Regions from separate parts of the Oryctolagus cuniculus genome. Here region 2 is linked to region 1. The links are chromatin contacts, called in public Hi-C maps. All regions are on one chromosome and are shown on one strand. Each heading gives the region's core, a stretch centred on a gene start, on an enhancer-like site or on the middle of the called end of the contact. The rest is flanking DNA. Distances are from core to core; before and after follow the strand shown. Region 1 overlaps ALOX5 (arachidonate 5-lipoxygenase). Region 2 has its middle 16 kb from the start of ZNF22.

Evidence for each region. Hi-C and Micro-C count contacts between places; a contact is called where the count stands out from the background.
Region 2: a Hi-C map of an unstated tissue shows a contact between it and region 1, with 3 times the contacts expected there. The contact joins two enhancer-like sites. A contact is called at or near these places in 2 of 6 Hi-C or Micro-C datasets (ear pinna and an unstated tissue).

Annotation. Positions count from the first base shown.
Region 1 is chr15:83,413,702-83,420,165 of mOryCun1.1, forward strand. ALOX5 (arachidonate 5-lipoxygenase) reads right to left here. Exons shown (of 14, transcript XM_002718327.5): 8 at 4,860-5,063; 9 at 4,504-4,590; 10 at 3,555-3,733; 11 at 3,331-3,452; 12 at 3,150-3,250; 13 at 2,579-2,749; 14 at 1,637-2,347. The coding sequence ends at 2,168. The region is part of intron 2 of LOC103351327 (a long non-coding RNA gene); the gene reads right to left. Among named protein-coding and RNA genes, the nearest start is that of ALOX5, 37 kb to the right of the region's middle. Within about 2 kb of position 2,895, at least 5 of the 8 cell types and tissues checked have an H3K27ac peak or open chromatin away from gene starts, as enhancers often do.
Region 2 is chr15:83,927,052-83,933,515 of mOryCun1.1, forward strand. No RefSeq gene overlaps it. Among named protein-coding and RNA genes, the nearest start is that of ZNF22, 16 kb to the right of the region's middle. Within about 2 kb of position 3,945, at least 1 of the 8 cell types and tissues checked has an H3K27ac peak or open chromatin away from gene starts, as enhancers often do.

The DNA.
Region 1 (6,464 bases), core at 1,645-4,144:
CATCTTAATTTCTTTGATTCTTTTCTGTCACCAGTCTTCAAGTTCACCCTCACTGGGCTCTGTCATCAAGCCTATTCCATTATGAATATTTTTCCGACAGTTTTCAGTCCCGGGATTTTTATTTGCAGCTCCTTTTTCTGCCAGTGCCTGTTTCTATGCTGAGCTCTCCTCCTCTTTAAGGAACATATTTCTTGAACTCCACAAGCACAGTTTAAAAAACCGTGTTAAAATAATGACCTGCTACTAACAGTATTGGGGCCATCTTGTGACCTCTCTCTGCTGTTTCTCTAGAGAATGGGCCACTCCACCCTCAGAATGTTAGTATATCGAATCACTTGGGGCTGTGTCCCAGCAATGGGTGCTTTTTTTTTTTTTTGATTCTGGATTCAGTTGATGTGTTGATTTTTTTCCCCTCAAAGCAAAAAATTAACTTGGTTAAGCTTCAGCTGAAAACCATTGTTTGAAAACAAGACCCTGGTTATGCTATTGCTTGGACACAAGCGCTCCTCCTAAAACCCTGCAGGGGAGCCTAAGCCGCAGGTGGACACTGCTGGGAGCTGAGGCCTTTGGGAGGCGGGAACTCCTCAGTATTCTGTCCCGAAGAATGGGTTAACAGCCTTGCAGAAAGGGTTGCAGATCGTGTCCACCCGTTCCTGTCCCTCCACGCTGCTTAGACAGCGCACAAGGCTCTGGCTCCGAGGCAGAGACAGAGCCCTCGGCTGACAGGACCTGGATGGACCTCCAGCCTGCAGACCTTCGGTAAGTCGATTTCTTCTCTGTACATCACCCAGTCTGGGGCCTCAGCTGTCACACGTGGGCTCCAGCCAGCTGCGTGTTCCCGCCAGCAGCTGTTGTCACTCCTTGCCGACAGAGGGCGCTGTGCTGGGTGACTTCCATCTGAGGATGCCCTGCTGGCTGCAGTGAGACTCTCAGAGGGACCATGTGGTGTGAAGCCCTCCGCATCCACTGCTCGCTTCTCTCTCCCTGCACCAGGGTCCTGCTCCTGCCTCCCCGACCACACGACCTGGCAGGGGGCTCCGTGGTGGCTGTGTGTGAGTGGCTCAGTGCTGAAGGTCACCCACAGCGGCGACCACGTCTGGGAGCCACACTGGGGCTGTGCCTTGCCCTCTACAGCACCTGCTCCAGCAGGAAGCTTCCCAGGGGCCCAGGAGCACCTGCACACGGCCTCCTGTGCCCTGCTGACCTCGGTGGAAGCCCTTCCCTGACCCTGCTAGCCCACCCACTCAGGAGCACCTGCCGGGACCCCTCGGTGATGCGATTCTGACACCGGGGCTGTGGGGTCGTGGCTCCCAGCAGCGCCTGCTAATCTGTCCCTGCCAGGAGCAGCTGAGATGGACCCTAGGCGGGCCCTGGCCCAGACACTAAGAAAGTGGGTTCTCTGCTTCAGCGAGGGCGTCCCCTCCCCAGGGAGAGGCCACTGGGACAGCAACAGGCAGCGGCTCCGGGAAACCCCAGGCAGACAGCCAAGGAGGCCTTCCCAGAGGCAGTGGCATTTGAGATGTGCTCTGGACAGATGTGTGGGGGAGGTGCCTGTGTCCTGGGGTGGGGGAGCCCATTGATTCTGGCTTTTTCTCAGCTGTTTCGGGTGGCTGGGTACAGCACGTGGGATTATGGCTTTTTTTTTTTTTTAAGATTTATTTGTTCATTTGAAAGGCAGAGTTACAGAGAGGCAGAGGCAGAGAGAGGTCTTCCATGTTCTGGTTCACTCCCCAGATGGCCCCAACGGCTGAGGCTGCGATGATCCACAGCCAGGAGCCTCTTCCAGGTCTCCCACGTAGGTGCAGGGTCCCAAGCACTTGGGCCTTCCTCTACTGCTTTCCCAGGCCACAGCAGAGAGCTGGATCGGAAGTGGAGCAGTCGGGTCTCGAACCAGCGCCCATATGGGATGCCGGCACTGCAGGCGGGGGCTTTATCCGCTACACCACAGCACCGGCCACCCAGCACGTGGGTTTTAAATGACTTCCTCTAGTTCTGGTAACCAACAAAGAATCCATTCGACAGGAATTTTCCTGGGCACCTACTGCATACAAGGAGTCGGACTAGGCATGACTATGGCTGTCAGCCAGCCGGCCCAGCCGCTGCCCGGGTGTGGGAGTGGGCCTGCTCCGTGCAGGACGGCCGCGCACTCACACCCCTGGCGGCGGGGTCAGATGGCCACGCTGTTGGGGATGCGGTCCGGCGACAGGTAGTAGTAGGGCAGCTTCTTGTGCTTGTTGCGCTCGGCGATCACGCTGACAATGGCCTCCAGGGCCTTGCGGAAGCGGGCCATGGCCTCCTTCACGGGCTTCTCGATGAAGTGCTCCTCGGGGTACATGCCCAGGAACAGCTGGGGGCGGGGCACGGACAGGCGGGCGCGCAGGTGAGCGCGCAGGGGAGAACACAGGGGAGGGCACAGGCGCGTGCGCAGGGGAGGGCGCTGGGAGCCTGTGCTCCCTGGGGCTGGGGGGGAGGACCCGCAGGTGCAGCCCTCCCGCGGGGGCGGGGCGTCTGTCTGTCTGTCCTCCCCGTCCCAACCCTGCCTTTCAATGCCATCCTAGGCCGGCGCGCGCGGCCTCACCTCGTTTTCCTGGAACTGGCTCAGCGCCCACACGGCGCCCAGATGCCAGCAGGAGCGGCCGCGGTCCGGCAGCGTCTCCACGATCTGCTCGATGGTCACCAGGCCCTTGGCCGTGGGCGGCGGCGCCCGCATGGTCGGAGGCGCATTGGGGATCCAGGAGCACCAGTCATACTGCGGGGACCGCCCCCAACGCGTGGGCGGGCGGAGGCCTGGCCGCTCGGGCACCTCCACCAGAGCAGCAGACCCTCCTTCCCCGGGCAGCCCTTCTGCTCCCTCCTCGGCCCCGCCCCTCAGGCTCCTCCCCAAAGGCCCCGCCCTTCCTCAGACCCTCCTCTCTGGGCCCCGCCTCTTGGGCTCCTCCCCAAAGGCCCCGCCTCCTCTCTCAGCTCCGCCTCGTCCCCCCCCAGCTCTCCCCCAAAGGCCCCGCCCTTCCCCAGCTCCTCCTCCCCGGGCACCTTGGTCTCTCCACCTCCAGGCTTCCCTGATTCTCCTGGGCCCACAAGGGCCAGGGGTTGGCGGGCTGGGGGAGCCGGGAGCGGGTCGCGGGCGGGTCGGCGCGGCGCGGGCCTACCTGGCCGAAGTTCACGGCCGCGTGCTGGGCGGAGGCCGTGAAGATCACCACGGTCAGGTACTCGGACAGCTTCTCGCGGCTCTTGATGGACTTGGGGAAGCCTGGGGCGGAGCGGCTCGCTGGCTGAGCGAGGACCGGGCCCCGCGCCCCCGCGCCCACCCGCGTGCCCCCGCGGCCCTACCTGAGGCCTTCCTGCCCCGCATGCCGTACATGTAGACGTCCCGCACGAAGTCCTGCAGCTCCTGGTCCTCCTCCACCACCTGGTCGTCCTCATAGTAGATGCCCACCACCTCGGCCACGAACCTGCGCGGGGAGGGGTCGCCGGAGGGAGCGGGCAAGGGGGCTCCTCCTCGCGTCCCCTGCCCCTCGCCCCCTCTGCCAGCCCCAGCGCCAGCGGGCACTCACGTCCGGATGGCCTCCCACACCAGCAGCCCGTCGTCGCGGTAGAAGTAGTAGGGGATGTCCTGGGTGCTGTCCATGCCCCGGGCCTTGATGGCCTCGGGGAAGCAGAGCGAGGCGTAGGTGAGGTCCTGCATGGCTTTCTGCACCATCTGCACGTGCCCGCCGCCGCCCGTGGCGTTGGCCTGGGTGGGAGGGGCCGGGTAAGTGAGGGGGCTGACCCAGCCCCAGAGGGGTAGAGACCACTCCCCAGCGCCCAGAAACACGTTGTGCTTAGCCGAGGGCTGGGGGCGGGGATCCTGGCCTCACCCCAGGCGCATGACACAGACATACTCGCAGGCATGTGTGTACACACTCCCACGTGGCTCCCATACGCGCGCTCACACACACACACACACACACACACAGGTGCGTGCACAAGTAGGCAAGTCACAAGACAAGGGCTCCCTCCTGTGGCAGGAGGCCCACCTGCAGCAGGGAGGAGGAAGAGGCTGGCACAGACCAGGGAGAAGGGCCAGGCAGCCTGCACTACTCCAGGGCCCCCTTTGAGTCCCTGGGTGGGCTCTGTGTCTTCCCCCACCCCCGACCATGGTCTAATTGACAACCTATGCAGCCACATGGTGCTAGGCTTGTCATTTATAACCCACCAGCGAGCCTCTGGCTTGGGTGGTGAGAAAGGCAGAAGGCAGGCCAAGGGCTCCCGTGTGTGTGTGTGTGTGTGTGTGTGTGTGTGTGTGAGAGAGAGAGAGAGAGAGAGAGAGAGAGAGAGAGAGAGACAACACCAGGTGGGCGGAGCAGGGAGAGCGAGGAAGGGCAGGACCAGAGGAGGTTGTGCACCCGGTGCTGGGCAGCACTGCAGAGAGGTTCCTCGTGCGTGGCAGGGCCAATGGGCCCCAGGGAGCAGGTGAGGTGGGGGGGCTCTTGCAGGCACCAGTGGGGCTGGGAGGCCACCCACCTTGTCAAAGAGGCCATACTCGCAGATGAGCTGCTCCCGGGCCTTGGTGTTGATGGCGATGGTGAACCGCACATGTGCCACCAGTAGCTGGGTGGGGGAGGAGAAGACCGGAGAGAGGGCTGGGCCAGGGTCCACAAACCACGGAAACCCTGGAGTGCTCAGCTTCCCGCACCCCAGGGCCCCCATGCTGAGCTGATGCTGGCACAGGGAGGAAGGGCAGGTAGGGGTGTTCCTTCTTGCTTGGGGTCACAGCTTTGATGGTTAACAATAGCCTTGATAATGACATGATAAAAAACAGGTGGGCGTGTCACCCCCCCCACCACAGGGCCCTCTCCCTCCAGGTGAAGGGGCTGTACCTTGAAGATGGGGTGAACGGCGGGCAGCTGGCGGTACATGGCGATGCCAAAAACCTCAGACACCAGGTGTGTGCGCAGAAGGTGTGTGATGGTCTGGTGGACGTGGAAGTCACTGGAACGCACCCAGATCTTGGCCAGAAGCCAGTCGTACTTGGCATCGGAAGGGAGAAAAATGGGGTTCTCTTCTCCTGGGGTTTGGTTGAGCTGATTCGTTGGAGAAAGAAAACATATTGCTATGTGAAGTCAAAAGGCTTCCTAGAAAAGGAAATCAGAAGCTGTTTGTCTTGGTGCAGAGCAATTTTGCAATCCATGCATTAGAGCAACCCTCAAAAAGTTCATGGAAAATGAGTATTATGCAAAAGCAACAAAATCACCTCTTGGGCTTCAGAATGCCTGCATCAAAAGTCACGGACTTGTGCTTTCAATTTTCCATACGCTTTTTGAAGTACCCTTGTAGCTGCTGGAGAACCTGGCCTCTCGGAAAATTCCAGAAGAGTCTAGATGTCTGCAGCTGTGTCTTTAGAACCATTAGATGAGCGTGGATTCTCTGATTCTCTGCCCCAGCTGCCCTGGCCTCCAGCTCTCCTCCCACTGCTCCAAGGCCTCTGCTCCTCCTCCTCCTCTTCCCTGGAATGCTCCTGTTCCCCAGGGCTTTGCCCTGAATTGGGTTCCTGGGACTTCAGGGAACATCCCCAGTTCCCAGTCTGCAGCCTGAGCTCTGCCTCTAGTAGCAGAGAGGGGACCTGCCTGTCCCTCTCCAGGGTCAACTCCAGGGGAGCTGTTTTCTAACTTGCAGGGGATGTCCTGCTGTGCTCCTCTTAGGAGCCAGAAAATAAAGTCCCCAAGATGCCCTGGTGATGCGGCATTGACTCTTCTATAGCTGCCCAGGAAGCTCTTGCTCCTGGCTTTGCTTGGGCCCCACTCATCCCTCTCACCGGGTACCAGCAAGGCTTCCGCACCTGGCACCTCACCATGGGGTCTCATGGGGTGAGGCAGGTGCTGGCACGGGCCATTTTTTTTTTTTAAGATTTATTTATTTGGCCAGTGCCATGGCTCACTAGGCTAATCCTCTGCCTGTGGCGCCGGCACCCTGGGTTCTAGTCCCTGTCGGGGTGCCGGATTCTGTCCCGGTTGCTCCTCTTGCAGTCTGGCACTCTGCTGTGGCCTGGGAGGGCAGTGGAGGATGGCCCAAGTGCTTGGGTGCTGCACCTGCAATGGAGACCAGGAGGAGGCACCTGGCTCTTGGCTTCGGATCAACTCAGCACGCTGGCTTTGGCGGCCATTTGGGGGGTGAACCAATGGAGGGAAGACCTTTCTCTCTGTCTCTCTCCTTGTCTAACTCTGCTTATTAAAAAAAAAGATTGATTGATTTATTTGAAATTCAGAGTTACACAGAGAGAGGAGAGGCAGAGAGAGAGAGAGAGAGAGAGAGAGAGAGAGGTCTTCTATCCGATGGTTCACTCCCCAGATGGCCCCAATGGCAGTAGCTGTGCCACTCCGAAGCCAGGAGACAGGAGCTCCTTCTGGGTCTCCCACGCAGGTGCAGGGGCCCAAGGTCTTAGGCCATCTTCTGCTTTCCCAGGCTATAGCAGAGAGCTGGATTGG
Region 2 (6,464 bases), core at 2,695-5,194, 510 kb after region 1:
TCAGATAAAGGGATGCTTGCTTTCCTCACTCCTTCTACCCCATCACATTTTCTAATTTCTTATTTATAACACTCTGGGGTTGGGTGTTGTGGCACAGTGGATCAAGGTGTGGCTTAGGATGCCGGCATCCCAAACTGGAGTGCCTGGTTTGATCATGGCTACTCTGCATCTGATCCAGCTCCCACCATATCTGGAAAGGCCACAGAGGATGACTCCAGTACGTGAGTCCCTGCTACCCATGCGGGAAACCTGGATGGGGCTCTAGGCTCCTGGCTTCAGGCTGGCTCAGCCTCAGCTGTTGCAAGTGTTTGAGGAGTAAACTCACCGGTGGAAGTTCTCCCTCTCCCCTAGCCACCTCCTCTCTGTCTCCCTTTCTCCTCCCCTTTCTCTCTCCCTTATTCCTCCTCCCTCTCCTTTGCCTTTCCCACTCCTCTGCCTTTCAAATAAGTAACTATAACAATTCCACGTATCCTATTTCTACATTAACCAGGACCACTGGTTCTAAATTCTAAAATGATATACACATAAAGCTAGCTTATGAAAAAGATACATCTTTATACTTATGTATGTGACCTCACAAATACAAGAAATAAAAGAACATTCCTACTAGGAGAAGGGTAAGGATGGGCCGCAAGAGAAACTGAAACTAGGACTTCAGGTGCTAGCAGGGCATTTTCCCCATCTCTCACACACGCACTGTTCCTGTTAGCCTCACCGTCTCTTACTGTGTGTCTCTAAGCAGTGTTAAATGGGGCTGCTGATACTGTATCTTACAGCTTCTGTAACAGGAAGTCTACGGGCCCATTTTTAATTTCAGCTTTAAACACACCACATGAGGACCTTTCGTTTCCATGTATAATGAAGTAGCTCACAGTAGAAAACATAAAAAAGACCTTGATGAGACTCACCTGAACAATCATGTGTTTTTATTCATGTAAGCCACGGGTTTAATCAAGCAGGACTAGAAGAACCAATACTTCACAGAGGGGAAACCATGGATCAATTAGACATTGTTCTGCAGTCACTTTTTAAAAAGATTGCTTATTTATTTATTTGAAAGACAGAGAGAGAGAGAGATCTTCCATCCACTGGTTCATTCCCCAGATGGCTGCAATGACCAGGATGGCCCAGGCCAAAGCTAAGGGCCGGGAGCTTCTTCAGAAGTAATATTTTACTGGCTGTGTGGGTATCACTGAACTCACTTTGACACGAAAGCAGCCATCACCAGCCCAAAGCCAGGTGGCCATTTTGACTGTTGTTGAAAACATCTGAGGTGTTAAGTATCAAGATAGATGCTGATGAAGAGAAAAGCAAGTCCTTCACTCGTTACCTAAACTTGGCCTTGGGTCTGGCGCCAGCTCTAGAAAGGAAAGGTATGAACCATTCCATTTCAAAAGGCAGATGAAATCAGTCATCATTTGCAGGTACTGCCGTTTGGAAACACACACTCAGCTCAGAAAAATAGGAGAGGGCATTGAAAAGTGAAGCACACACTAGCACGTCCTTGGGACCTTCTACGTAGCCGCCAGAAAATCTATCAGAGGTGGAAACCTGATTCTATCCACCCTCACTTCCAGCCCTCGGATGGCACATCGTCTCCAGAGGCAGCAGTGCATGTTTCTTAGCTGGCCATTCAAGGCCCACCACGTTCTGTCCCCTCTCCCTCCTCTGCCTCCTCTCCCATTGCCCGGCACACACTCCAAGCAGCAGTCAGACTGAATACCCCGTCTGTGCCTTTCTCATGATGTTCCTACAACCTGGACCCCTGATCCATCGTGACTGGTGTCCTTACAAGAAGACAAGACAGACACAGGGTGAAGGCCGCGTGCAGACGGAAGCAGGGTTTGGAGAACCGGCTCTACAACCCATGGACCCTGAAAGACGATGAGCAGCACCAGACCTAACAGAGAGACATGGCGCAGGTTCCCCACTCCCCCCCCCCACTACTCTCCTACTCACCAGCAGCACCAGAACCTAACAGAGAGACATGGCGCAGGTTCCCCCCCACTACTCTCCTACTCACCAGCAGCACCAGACCTAACAGAGAGACATGGCGCAGGTCCCCCCCCCCTCCTACTTCACCAGCAGCACCAGAACCTAACAGAGAGGCATGGCGCAGGTTCCCCCCTCCCCCCACTACTCTCCTACTCAGCAGCACTAGAACCTAACAGAGAGGCATGGCACAGGTTCCCGCCCCCCCCCCCCCCACTACTCTCCTTCTTCACCAGCAGCACCAGAACCTAACAGAGAGGCACGGCACAGGTCCCCCCCCCCCACTTCACCAGCAGCACCAGAACCTAACAGAGAGGGACAGCGCAGGTTGCCCACTCCCCAACCCATCATCACTACTCTCCTGCTTCACTGGCAAATGTTCCCCTGGCTCACCCAACCAGGGGTGGGCCTCTCTGTCCTTAGCACTCTGCTACAGCAAGTCCAGGCCACGGCTTTGTATACACCCCCATCGTAGGCAGGACTTGGTTTCCTGGCTGACTTTTCTACTATGCAGAGAGCTCTCTTGGCAGGGCCTATGGCCCAGTGAGCCCCATACTGGCACTATGTGTATAGGGCCCATCAGGGTCTGATGACTGGGAAACACACAGAACGCTGACTGCCCTTCCAGAGTCGCATCAGAGGTCAGCCACTCCCAGCCTATGCAGGCAGAAAGTTGTGGAGGCAAATAAGACTCCCTAATACATGTCAGGTGGGAAATGCCACGTTATGTTTGAAACTGAAAAAGAAAAATGCCTGCCTTTGCCAGCTTTGGGACTGCCATGCTCACTGACAGTGACCAGAGCTGTGGCTCCAATATTATTCCCAGTATAAGGAACCAGGACCCCCCCAAAGGACAACTGATTCCACGGCTCAGGACAACTCATAATGGGTCTGTCAGAAGAGGGGCTCCCACTAGTGAGGATCACTTTGCGATACCTATGCTTGATTCAGGCAAGTTAAAACAGTAGCCATGGTCCCCCAAATACAGACACGCACCACAGGGTTGAAAGAAATGTATGTATACTTCATATGTATCAGAATACTAACACACGAGATTCCCCTCCTAATTATGTACTACTTAAAATTTTATTATGAGTACTCCAACAGCTTCATGGAAAAGTAGAATTAAGAGATACATTATTTTTGCACAAAAATGTTTAAATCCATGCATAGTTTTTGGTAACATGCATTTTCCATGAATTTTTAAGTACTCCCACCTATAAGTATAAGAATATACATATCCATATTTTTTATCTGAGTGAACAAAGAACAAAATCATTGGTCAGAGCAGACATGCACAATCTGAAGAGTGAAGTGAGGAGAATATGGTTTGATAATTCTGCCCATGTACTTGAGTACATTTTTGAAAGAGAAAATTGCCTAAGAGGAACTTTTCTCAACTAAGTGTAAATAAAAACCAACTGAAATTCTTTTCTTTTTTTATTTATTAGAAAGGCAGAGTTACAGAGAGGGAGACAGACACAAAGAGAGGTCTTCCATACACTGGATGTCATCCCTAAATGACTGCAACAGCCAGGGCCGGGCCAGGCTGAAGCCAGGACCCAGCAGCTTCTTCCAGGTCTGACCCATGAGTTCAGCGGCCCAAGGACTTGGGCCACCCTCTGCTGCTTTCCCAGGGGCACCAGCACGGAGCTGGATGGGAAATGGTGCAGCTGGGATTCAAACCAGCGCCCACATGAAGGTGGTAACTTAGTCTGCTATGCCACGGCACCGGCCCTGATTTTTTTTTATTACTTCTAGGTAGTAAGGTTTTCTTACTGCTAATCCTTAGCAGACATGGTTCAATAGATAAGAAAACTGAATAGCACTGTAAGAGTGGATACAAACACACACACCAGAGAAGTTATGGTTTCTTTGAAAGTACTTGTACCAGAAAGCCGTGTGCTCATTACGATGCTGCTAACACAGGCTGTTAGATGACTCACTGGGAAGCTGCCTCCAGAGCCAACTTGTGAGCTGTGTGAATTTGTTCCATTCCCTCTTTACTCACTTGCCTCTCCTTCTTTTCTGTCATTCCTTCTTTCGTCTTGCTGGAAAAGCCATTTCTCTTTCCCCGTGCAAAACACACACACACAAAGGCAGGAAGGAGCCCGTGGCTGTGGTGGCAGGGTCCCTGGGGTGGCAGGTCCGGATACCTGGGGCTGCCAGGGTTCCCACCCTTCCCAAGGCCTGGTCGCTCAAATCTTTCTTCAGCCATCTTCGTCACGTCTCTTTATGTTGCTTTAGTTAACCAAACTTGGTTTTGGCAGCTTGCAGCCACAGAGTCATAAATGAAACATCCAGGTTAATGGCCAAGTTTGGCTTCATTTGATAGACAAAAAGCCCTAGATGCAGAGAGGGAAAATGATTTGTCTAAGGGCACACGGATCTAGAACTCAGGACGTATCTCTCCAATCCAGATGTCTTTTACATCACACGGCGTCTTACACTCTACATCCCCACCCGAGATGCACACAGCTGTGGAACACAAAGATGTGCACAGACACAGTCTCTGTAACACAATCCAGCCCTTTGGAAGTGGGCAAGAAGAAGGGGATTCAGGGAGTAAGTTACCTGACGAAACTGCAGCGAGATGCAATGCCAGGCAGGGCTTCTCCCCAGCAGGCAAAGGCAGCGAGGCACGGAGCCATTGCTCTGAGGTCCCCCCTCCCTTTTGCTACTGCAATTTACTTTGTTTTTTTTTTTTTATTTTTTTTTTTATTTTTTTTTTATTTTTTTTTTTATTTTTTGACAGGCAGAGTGGACAGTGAAAGAGAGACAGAGAGAAAGGTCTTCCTTTGCCGGTGGTTCACCCTCCAATGGCCACCGCGGCTGGCGCGCTGTGGCCGGCACACCGCGCTGATCCAAAGGCAGGAGCCAGGTGCTTCTCCTGGTCTCCCATGGGGTGCAAGGCTCAAGCACTTGGGCCATCCTCCACTGCACTCCCTGGCCACAGCAGAGAGCTGGCCTGGAAGAGGAGCAACCGGGACAGAATCCGGCGCCCCGACCGGGACTAGAACCCGGTGTGCCAGAGCCACAAGGTGGAGGATTAGCCTAGTGAGCCGCGGCGCCGGCCACAATTTACTTTGCATGTATATTTGAAAGCATAAATATAACGTCTGTATATGGTAAGAAGATCAAACAGCTTATGATAAGGAAAAGTGGACAGTCCTCCCAGCCCGGAGCCCCTGCATCAGTGTCCACACCTGGGTCCATCCCCCCAGGGGCACAGCCTTGCTTCTCAGCGGTGGTCTCAGGTGCCCCTCATGTGCACACGTCTTCTTGGAGAAGCTTGAGAAGGGTGTAGCTGAGCCGGGTGGTGGATGACAGCTTGCTGGGGAGAACGCTGGTAAGGGATAGGACAGATCTTGCAGGGACAGCCAGAGAGGAGTGCAGGAAAGGACTACGGTATGTTTAGTGAACACTTCTGATGATTTTTATTTCTGTGCCTTGATAAGAAAGAGACTTACGAGAGAGGAGGAAGTGGGGTGGTACTGGGAGTGGGAGGGCAGTTAGGGTGGGAAGAATCACTGTATTCCTAAAGTTTCTTAAGAAATTTGTACTAATTAAAAAAAAAAAGTCTCTAAAGAAAAGACTTCCTTATCTCCATGCCTTTTCAGTTATTTGTTATCTATTTTACAGTGGGAATGTTAATGGCATTCAGGTAATTGGACTAACATATGCTCAATTTCTTAACGTATGGTGTGCCTTCGAAGACATTGTACCTTACCCGGCTCTCCCATAGTGGTTTCCTGCGCTCAGCAAGCTAAGGGAAACACGCACACGCGACTGCTTTCCGTTCTGTGTCCTTTGCTGCCATCTAGCGGCCATTCTTCATAATGCAAGTCCCCAGGGTTGTGGAGAACCCAGCCGGGGGCTGTCTCAGCGTGGCACTGCCCTCGCGGGTCTCACGCGGCACTGGGAGCCGGAGGAAGGCCCTCTGGGCTTCAGTCGGTGATGCCTGCAGGTGGGGCATCCGCCGTCCATGCTGGTTGGCCTATCTGGAATACAGTTGTGGACACGGACCCTTTACCTTGGTGAGGTGAGTCCTCGGGGCGGCCAGCAGCTACTCCCCGCGCCCTCCCTGGTCCTGCCTCCCTCGGGCTCTGCCAGGTGGAGGGACAGTCGTCCCCTTCTCCCGTGTCTGAAGAAAGCATGTCAGTCTCAGGACCGATTTCCAATTCCAGGGGTGATGTCCCGGCACATCTGGCCTCTCAGGACGAGTGAGCTTTTCCAGAGCCAGGGTCACAGGATGCAAAAAAGAGAACACAACAAGATTCCAGGCTGCCTTCCAGGCCCGGTCAGGGACAATGGGGGAAGTGTCTCCACCTGAGAGAAAGGTCTGGTCAACTTCTGCCCCGGCAGGCAACTTCTGGTACAAACAGAGAGGGGTGGCGAGGAGGCAGTGTCTTAGCCAGGGGTCCTCACAGGCCATGGGCACTGGGGGACTGGGTCCTGACAGGCACAAAACC